Linked DNA regions of Hordeum vulgare: region 1 is linked to region 2. The links are chromatin contacts, called in public Hi-C maps. All regions are on one chromosome and are shown on one strand. The core of a region is the stretch at or near the end of the contact, and the rest is flanking DNA. Distances in the headings are between cores, read along the strand shown. Region 1 holds the start of LOC123446627 (UDP-glucuronic acid decarboxylase 1-like). Region 2 holds the start of LOC123446626 (ankyrin repeat-containing protein At5g02620).

The links. A called contact is a pair of places that touch in the nucleus more often than the background predicts.
Region 1: a contact with region 2 is called in a Hi-C map of seedling, with 4 times the contacts expected there. The contact joins the promoter of LOC123446627 here to the promoter of LOC123446626 in region 2. A contact is called at or near these places in 2 of 6 Hi-C or Micro-C datasets (leaf and seedling) and 1 of 1 datasets of contacts at active chromatin or transcription factors (embryo).

Annotation. Positions count from the first base shown.
Region 1 is chr4H:465,530,850-465,535,720 of MorexV3_pseudomolecules_assembly, forward strand. It overlaps LOC123446627 (UDP-glucuronic acid decarboxylase 1-like), which reads left to right and starts at 2,635. Exons shown (of 7, transcript XM_045123200.1): 1 at 2,635-3,261; 2 at 3,448-3,595; 3 at 3,729-3,808; 4 at 4,481-4,564; 5 at 4,656-4,730; 6 at 4,857-4,871. The coding sequence starts at 2,719. It overlaps TRNAR-UCG (a tRNA gene), which reads right to left and starts at 2,471; the gene lies at 2,398-2,471.
Region 2 is chr4H:465,167,295-465,172,000 of MorexV3_pseudomolecules_assembly, forward strand. LOC123446626 (ankyrin repeat-containing protein At5g02620) reads right to left here and starts at 1,297. Exons shown (of 3, transcript XM_045123198.1): 1 at 1,210-1,297; 2 at 59-464. The coding sequence starts at 395.

The DNA of each region.
Region 1 (4,871 bases), core at 1,385-3,884, 360 kb after region 2:
ACCTTGATTTGTCAGAGGGTTTGGTTGTTCTAACATAACTTTTGTTAACTACGGTTGAAGCTTTAGCATGGTCCTTTATATTAACAGGGAAAGGTGGTTTCTCAATTTAAGTAGTAGGCACAACTCGATCAACATTGTAAATGATAGTTTCATCCTCATCTTTAATTGATTATTCAACTTTTTCTTTAATAGGTGGATGATATTTAAACCATTTCTTTTTAGGGAGATCAACATGAGTAGCAAAGGTTTCATACAATGAGGCCATTCCTGGAAAAAACAAACATGATAATCCTTGCTAAATGAAGTTGTCATCATCATGACAACGTAATTTGCCATCTTGGACATTCGATCTGCCATGCTAGAAAATCCGAATTCAATTTGTAGCGAAATCCAACCAACTAAACTACATTTTGAGTTACTAGGCGTGTTCATGTGATTGGGATTAGTTCTAGATAGTTTGCATGTTGTGTGTGAGTATATCTTCAAGCTATATGCGGTGTCATGGTGCAAATTATTGCCAACTGCTTCAACTAAAGATTTTAGAAGAAAAAAATATCTCAAAAAAGGGAGGAAAAGATTTCAAAAATAACGACAAAGAAAAAGTAGCGACCACGATGACAAATCAAACTTTTAATGACCAATTATATTTTCCTGGAAATAAAAAACACGACAACCCTTGCTAAAGGAAATTGTCATCATCATGACAACGCAATTTGCCATCTTGGACATTCGATCTGCCATGCAAAAAAAGAACTGAGTTCAATTTGTAGCGAAATCCAACCAACCAAACTACGTTTTGAGTTACTAGTTTGAATGAAAGATTTCAAATATATATTCGAGCTATATGTGATGGCCTGGTGCAAATTATTTTAGCTGCTTCGGAAAAAGATTTTTAAAAAATCACATAAAAGGAGAGAGAAAGATTTTAAAAATAACATACAAAAAAGTAGTGAAACCCAACCAACCAAACTATGTTTTGAGTTACTAGGTATGTTTGTGTGATACAGATTAGTTCGAGATAGTTTGCACGTTATTTAGAAATATATTTCAAGCTATATGTGGTAACGTGATGCAAACTATTTCCAACTACTTCAAAGAAAGATTTCAAAAAAGAACAAATCACATAAAAAGAGAGAGAAAGATTTATAAAATCTCTCCCTAATAATAAAGCAAATACGGTTTCTGGTCGTTCGTCTTGAAAATTACCCCTAAAGTTTGCATAAATTACCCACCATGCCACCGGTAAGTAATTAAAAACGTTTCACAAAGCGAAATTTTTTGGACTGGGCCGGCCCATGTAAAAAACTCCTATATTACGCTCTGCATGGTGGGAGAATTTCCAGCACACCATATGGGCCGACCCGTGCACACGCGCCTGCTTTTAGTTCTGTTTATTTATTTATTTTCAGTTCCATTTTATTTTTTATTTTAAATAATTTAGAACTTCAAATAATCTTTAATATTTTAATAAACTGAACATTATAAATCAACATATTAAAAAAATTAAAATGTTTGTGACTTTAAAAACTGCTCGGAGTTTTGTGAAAAATGCTCGCATATACAATAAAATGTTTGCAATTTTAGAAAAATGTTTGTACCATAAGAAAAGTCCATGATCTCAAATACAATTCCATGTATTAAAAATTATTAAAGGCATTTAACAAAATAATTTCTAATTCAAAATATGTTAATGCATTAAAAAAATGTCCTAAAATTTTAAAAATAGCTAATGCCTGTTTTGATAGTTTCTTTTTTTATTTAAAATTTTCCTTTCCATTTTTGTTTATTTATAATTTAAATAATTTAGAAATACAAAAACTTTTGCATATTCAAAAATATGAATTTTGAATCAAAATGCTGACGAATTTTTATTTTGAATTAAAAATAGGGTTCAAAAAAGCGCCGGATTTTTTTTTTTTTGCAAATTCCAAAACAATGTCCATAAATTTAATAAATATATTACTGATTTATAAAAATGTTTGTTTATTCAGAAAAACTTCATGCGTTTCAAAAAAATGTTTGTGAATTTAAAATAAAATCCTCCAACATCAAAAATTATGTTCGTCTTTTTTGAATTGGTCGCCAATTCGAAAGAAAATATTTAAACCCGTTCAAAATATAAAAAATATTCACGATTTTTACTAAATGTTTGTAAATTGTAAGAAATGTTCTCAATTTTAAAATTGTTCACATATTTTAATATTTTAAAATTGTTCACATATTTGTAAAATTGTTCACGAAAGATCTAATGTATGTAGTTAAACATTAATGCTTCTAAGTCTTTGTGACAATATACATGTATGTAGTTTGCACGTTGTCTGGAAATCTATTTTCAAGCTATATGTGATGGCACGGTGCAAATTATTTCAAAAGTAACGTACATAGATAAAAGAGTAGCGACCACAGTGGGAGTCGAACCCACGACCTTCTGATCCGAAGTCAGACGCGCTAATCCACTGCGCTATGCGGTCCTAGTTGACATTTACATCACTATACGTTATTAATACGCGCCCTCTAATGAATCCAGACGAGTTGGTAAACTGCACAGGAGAAAGGGCAAAGAAGGTTTCCACGCACGTGCGGCATCTGCGGGGAGCAGGCCACCACGGCGTTCCACGCCCACATCACACGTGCCGCCTCCTCAGTCCGCCCCCCTCACTCTCGCCTACTCCCTCCGCGCCCGCCGGCGAGCGGATCCGCCGCCGCCGCCGTCTGACCATGAAGCAGCTCCACCGGCAGCCCAGCCTCAGCAAGCAGCACCGGCCGCACCACCGCTCCTCCCTCTCCCGCTCCCTCGCGTCCTACCTCCTCCGCGAGCACCGCCTCCTCTTCGTCCTCCTCGGCTTCCTCCTCGCCTCCTCCTTCTTCCTCCTCTACCCCGCCCTCGCCCCGCACCCCATCTCTCTCTCCTCCTCCGCCCACGTCGCCACCGTCACTTCCGTCACCTCCGCCAACGCGTCGCCGCGCCGCCTCCCCGTCGGCGTCCGCAAAAAGGCCCTGCGGGTCGTGGTCACCGGGGGCGCCGGCTTCGTCGGCAGCCACCTCGTCGACAAGCTCCTCGCCCGCGGGGACAGCGTCATCGTCGTCGACAACTTCTTCACGGGCCGCAAGGAAAACGTCGCGCACCACCTCGCCAACCCTCGCTTCGAGCTCATCCGCCACGATGTCGTCGAGCCCATCCTCCTCGAGGTCGACCAGATCTACCACCTCGCCTGCCCCGCCTCCCCCGTCCACTACAAATTCAACCCAATCAAGACCATCATATCCTTTTTTCCCTCTCCACTGTATTCGTTTGCTTTTATGTAGAAAGGATTGCTTAAATACTAGTAGGTCAACAATGGCCTGGGAAAATTGAAGTGTTGTGCCTGCATTGCCGAAAAAACCTAGAGTTCTCTGTAGTTTTTGTTTCGATACTGTTCCTAATAGGTTCCTTAACTGATACTGCACAAGACCAATGTGATGGGGACGTTGAACATGCTGGGACTGGCGAAGAGGGTCGGTGCCCGGTTCTTGCTCACCAGCACCAGTGAGGTGTACGGTGATCCTCTAGAGCATCCTCAAAAGGAGAGTTACTGGGGCCATGTCAATCCTATAGGTGTGCTAATTTTATCTTGAAAAGGAGAAAACATTTGTCATATGCAACAAGCCCAATAGTAGTATATTTCAACCACTGCCCATTTCTGTCTGCCCACTCCATTTTGATATGTGTCATTTTTGCCAATGTGCAGGTGTAAGGAGTTGTTACGACGAGGGAAAGAGAACAGCAGAAACTCTGACCATGGATTACCATCGTGGTGCTGGTGTTGAGGTAAAGCTGCGGTTGCTGAATCGTGGTCTCAGTCAAACTATAGACTTCCTTGTTGGCAATGTCATGTGTTGCCTAGAATTAATTGCACAGGGCCCCTCAACATATATTAATTGTGTATGGCTCAAAACTTGTTATATGATCTGGTAAGATGTTGCAATAAAACCGGGCAGAAATCATTATGTATCTGAGATGGTATTTGTAGGTAATGTTTCAGTAATTTCCTTTTCGAGTAAGTGAACTTGAGAGGGCCCAAATGCCAAATATTGGACCCATGTGCTTCATGCTGTCCTTGTGTATGTGTGTTTATATGTACTGCATTTTGGGCAATCATGAGCAAGACAGATTGTGCCATGTGTTCGTCTTAGATGATATCTTTTGCCAGAAAAAAGTACCTTTGTGATGTATGGGAACTCATTACATGTAGCTGCTTTGAAGTAAATACACACAGTAATGAGTGTAAAATTAACTGTTCTTGAGTTTGAGTAAAAGGTCTTCTCTTGAGTTTCTTAAATGGATATTCAAGGTATTGCTTACATATTTTTAACTCGACAGAGTGAATCAAAGAGGGACAGTGCATTTGGCAAGATTCTGCTTATGAGCTGCTTTATCTGTGTTGTATTACAGTCTTACATTTCTTAAAGATCAAATTGACAAGGGAACTGTTTCCTTCAGGTTAGAATTGCTCGCATATTCAACACGTACGGCCCTCGTATGTGTTTAGATGATGGCCGGGTTGTTAGCAACTTTGTTGCACAGGTTTGTCTTAATTCATAGCTCTTGTTCTTACAAAAGGAGGATTACCATAGAAAATCTGCATTACTCAATATCCATTGTCCCTCATTTCCAGACTTTGCGAAAACAACCAATGACGGTTTATGGTGATGGAAAGCAAACAAGAAGCTTTCAATATGTTTCAGATTTGGTACTTGACTTGTTCATTTTTCCTTGACTAAATGTGGAAGCAGCAACTTGTGTTTTGTTGTTCAAAACTGCATCGATGCCTTATGCATTCGAATCTTAAAATCTTTAACCATCTGTTAATGTGTAGGTTGATGGGTTGATA
Region 2 (4,706 bases), core at 47-2,546:
GGATGAGAGAGGAGAGGACTAGACGTAGACGTAGACGGTAGACAATGGATGTACCTACCTACATCCCCTTGCTTGGCGGCAATGTGGAGGGCGTCGTAGCCGCTGCGGGCCTTGATGCCGGCGGTGGCGACGTCGTGGTACTTGACCATCTCGTTCACCAGGGCCACGTAGCCGTACTCGGCGGCGACGAACAGCGGCGTCTCCCCGGCCTGGTTCTGCTTGGAAAGCAGCGCGCGCAGCTCCTCGGGCGCTGCCCCGGACAGCGTCTCCTGCACGGCGACGAGCAGCCCGGCGCGCGCCGCACCGTGCAGCGCCGTGTCGTCCCGCTTCCCGGTGAGCTGCTTGGTCATCTTCTTGCGCCGCGTCGCCGCCTGCCCCGCCCTGGGCGAGTCCATTGCCTCGGCTCGGCTCGGCGGCAAAACCAGAGCACGCGCCACTCAAAACGAGGCAGCTAGCGGCAAGCCCTGCAACAATGAGACCAACACAACAGTCATGAGAGGCCATAACGCCATTCGTCGTCCATTTCCTCCATTCGTTTCCGGCTTTCCGCCCACTTGAGCGAATTCACCTACCAAATTCCAAATTATCCTACCATTCCCCACCCCATTAACCGCGGAGCCAAAATAAAATCTACCAAAAGGGAGAAAGGCAGTATGGAACAGCTAAAAGAGATGGACATGAACGAAAGTGGATGGTGAAGAAAAGCAAGTATGAACCAAACAAATTGTAAAATGAGACCCAGCTAGGTAGCGCCATGCGAGCGCGAGTGCCCTCCCCACCCCGTCAATTTAATTTGCCCACAAAAGGCGCCTCCATTCTCACACGCACGTTGGAAATCAAACTAGGCATCTATCTACAGAGAAAGGCAAGATCGCAATGCCAAATGCCCATCCTCTCTATAAAACACAGGCTAATTATCGAGAGAGAGGGGGAAAAAAACACAGGCTATACAATTGCAACCTCTTTCGTTCCCCACTAATTGCCACCTCAAGCTTTGCGATAAAGAAGAGGCGACGAGCGACGCCACATAGTAAAGGAAAACAAAGGGGATCCATCAGCCCAAGGAACCACATGGTTGGAATCCAAACCCGCATTACAATATGATAGAACCCCTAATTGGCACGGCGAGCCCACGAACGGGGATTGGATTGGGGCACACATGCATGATCGGCGGACGTGCGTGCTGCTGGCAGGAGCAGGAAAACATACCGGCGTGAGGAGCTCTGCGCCTCCATGTGAGCGGCCATGGGGCCCCCGGCCCGATCGATCCGCACGCACCAGAGGGAGGCAGAGCGGATGATACGTAGGAGAGGGGAGAGGGGACAAGGGCCGGATCGATTAGAAAATCTGCACTTGGATGATCAATGGATGGGCAGCCATGGAAATGGAATCATTCTTTTTTTTTTGTGTGTGTGTGTGCGTGTGAAAATAAAAACAAATCAGAAACGTTTTTCCTCGGTTTTATTCATGTGCCTATATTAAGAAAGCGATTGCCGGGACTGGAAGAACTGTGAGCTGTGAGGCAGTTGGTGATGCATGGTTCGGGGTGGCCGTCGATTCGGTTCTCGTTTTATGCCTCTTTTGTTCGTTTCTGGTGGTTTTTCTTCGCTGCGCGTGTGTAGTGTGTATGTGTGTCATCGTACTTTAGTTCCTTGTTTGGTGATGACCAGGATGAACTTTAAAAGAACGAATCGGAACGAGGGAGAAAGACGTGGTCATTGACCGTTGACGCGGCGATAGTGCTGCCTCATCCGGTGACACTGACAGTTACGTGCGTCGCGATCTCTGTGCGGGCATCGAACTTACCATCGCCCTTGCTTCAACTTATCATCGTTAATCCCCTAACAAAAAGGGCAGTACTGGACGCCCACGCACCGGGCCGAGCGCTCGGGTCTGTCGCAGCCCAGTCATCAGATCCACAGGCCGCATCGTTAGATCTTTCATGCATCAAAAATTTCTTGATGCTGTAAACTTAGGTCACCACGCAGTAAATTTTGTTCACGGTTGCAACAAAAATATAATTGTAGCAAAAAAATATCAATGTAGTCGTAGCAAAAAAAGAACGCCGATGATGCATGGTAGCAAAACAAAATGTAGGTTTTAGCAAAACAATTCGGTCAACTCGGGTTGCAACTCTCACGAACGTGTATGCAAATTTTTTAATGAAAGTTTGCAGCAAAAAATGAAACCGGCTGTAGCAAAAATTAACACGGTTGTAACAAAAATCGAACGCCGCTTGTAGCAAAAAAATCCAACAAACTCGAGTTGCAACCAAACATGGATGTAAATTTTTTTAATGATAGATTATAGCAAAATGAGAAACGGTTGTAGCAAATTTAAACGTGGTTGCAGCAAATCTGAATGAAAAAATGTTGCAAATCCGTGACCAGCCAACCGTACGGGCCGCGCGCGCGTTTCCCAACGAAAAAGGACGCTGCTACGCGTCGGCCGGCGTATAAAAAATATCTATCCCTTCAATGGTCGTTGAATCCCTCTAATGTTCAATGTCCCCTTTTTTAATTCCTATAACATGAGCAATATTACATAAACAATCACTTGTCCCGGTCCCGACAAACCTACGCCCAATGCGGCGCCCGACCCAACCGTCCAAAATCAGCCGCCGCAAGCGTGGGGGACCTCTCTGCAACATCATAACGCACCATATCGCGCGCCAGATGATGGGATCCGATGCAAATCTAGCTCATTGAGGGACCCTGCTTCAAGAACATGCACGGCTATCTTTCTCGGCTTCAAGTGTTGTCGAGGGGCTTCCACCGCGAGCTGGAGTTTCATCTTGGTTCATAAACCCCTCTGTGGTGTTTTCTGAAGCTCCATCGACCAAATCGCATCAGAAAGCCTCGGTGAGATTCTGTTTCTGAAACATTAACTCTCTTCCACTCTCAAACATGAAACAATGTGTGAAAAAATAGAGTAATGAGCCTTCAATTTTTTAGTTGCACGTGAACCTCCAAATTTTCTAAAACATTAGATATGTTCCACAGGTCCTGCCTGTTGTATCTCTCGAACATGAGCCTCCAAATTTTTAGTTGCGTTCTCCCATGTTTTGAAACTTGTTGTTGATAACAGAACAATGCCTCTGGTCTGGAAAATAATAGAAAAATAAATAATGTGTAATATGCCTCTCGTGTAATTTCATTGTGTGTGTTTTTTTTGAGAGTACGCCAATAACGTATCATATTTTTATAGAAGGCAAAATAGAGTTTACAAGACACCAATTAGAATGTGAATATTCCAATTGGCGGCTTACACGGACACGAGCAAAGAAACAACAAGCCTACTCTCTCACAAAAGGATCTAAACCTCCTACACCAAATCCGGCGAGCTTCCAATCCTTGATCTCTTGAGCATGAGCATGATCAGTTGCGCGTGTGTTTTCTCGTTATTAGTCCCGTTAAAAGCTTTGGCGTTTCTTTGCTTTCAGATCGCCCATGTAGTCCCGATCACGAATGATGCAAAGCCACAGAGGGTTCTCCCCGAGAAAGGCCTCCTCTTATCGAACCACCAGTCTCTGAACGTACCAGGTGGGGTGGGGGTGGGATGTTGAGGTTGAGGCTCTGAAAGCATCCGTGCCAAACTTCTGTCGCGTAAATGCAGTGGCACATGATGTGGTCAATGTTGTCTTGGTCTTGTAAGCAGGAAAAGCAAGCGGATGGTTGGTCTTGTAGCCCATGTGTGGCTCTCCTGTCAAATGTCCAAAGCATGTATTGCAATATGAGCCAGGCAAAAAATTTGCACCGTAGGGGGGCCCAACTCCTCCAGATGCACTCTGACGTGACATCTCTCTCCTTTCCCATGCACATTCTGCTATAGGTAGCCTTAGCAGTGTAGACTCCTATTGCCTCAGCAGGCCAGTGGAATTGGTCTTGCCCATCCTCATTCCTCGGGACAGTGGAGATTGCAAGGCAAAGGTTAGCGATCTGTATGTGCAGAGTGAAGTTAATATCTCCAGCCACATCCTCGGTCCAAGCATTGTTTATCATCCCTTGCTAGACAGTCGTGGAATTGCGCGCCCTGGTGGCAACAAGCTTCCACAGGTCAGGTGATATCTCGCCCATCGTGAATCCATGCAGCCACCTATCCTTCCAGAAAAAGGATCTTTTCTCCTTTACCAAGAGAGATCTTGACCATGCTATTGAAGACGATCTTGGCCTCCTTGTCGTCAACCATTGGAATCCCCTGCCAAGGCCTGCTAGGGTCAGTTCTTCGGAGCCCCTCCTATCTAACACGGAGTGCAATGGCCTACAGACGCAGGTCCTTCACACCCATGCCTCCAATACAAGTTGGGCGGCACACCTTATCCCAGGCCACGAGGCAGAGCCCACCATTAGCTTTCTCCTTGCCAACCCAAAAGAAGGCCTTTAACCACTTGTCAATCTCCTAAAAAACCCAGGTTGGCGCATTAAGCACGAGTAGCTGGTGAATAGGTCTAGCAGAAATTACTGACTTCGCGAGGATCAGTCGTCCCGGTCTCTGAATCATTCCCCGCTGCCATGCGGGACAAGCTTTCTGACCTGATCAAGAAGTGGCTTCCTGTCTGCGCGGGATGACTTCCTGATGGCCAGCGGGATGCCGAGATATTTTCAAGGGAGATTACTCAACCTGTAGTGTAGCACGTTTGTCACCCTTAATCCATCTTCTTCAGTGCCCATGATAAGAATGGCCGCCGATTTGGTGTAGTTGATACG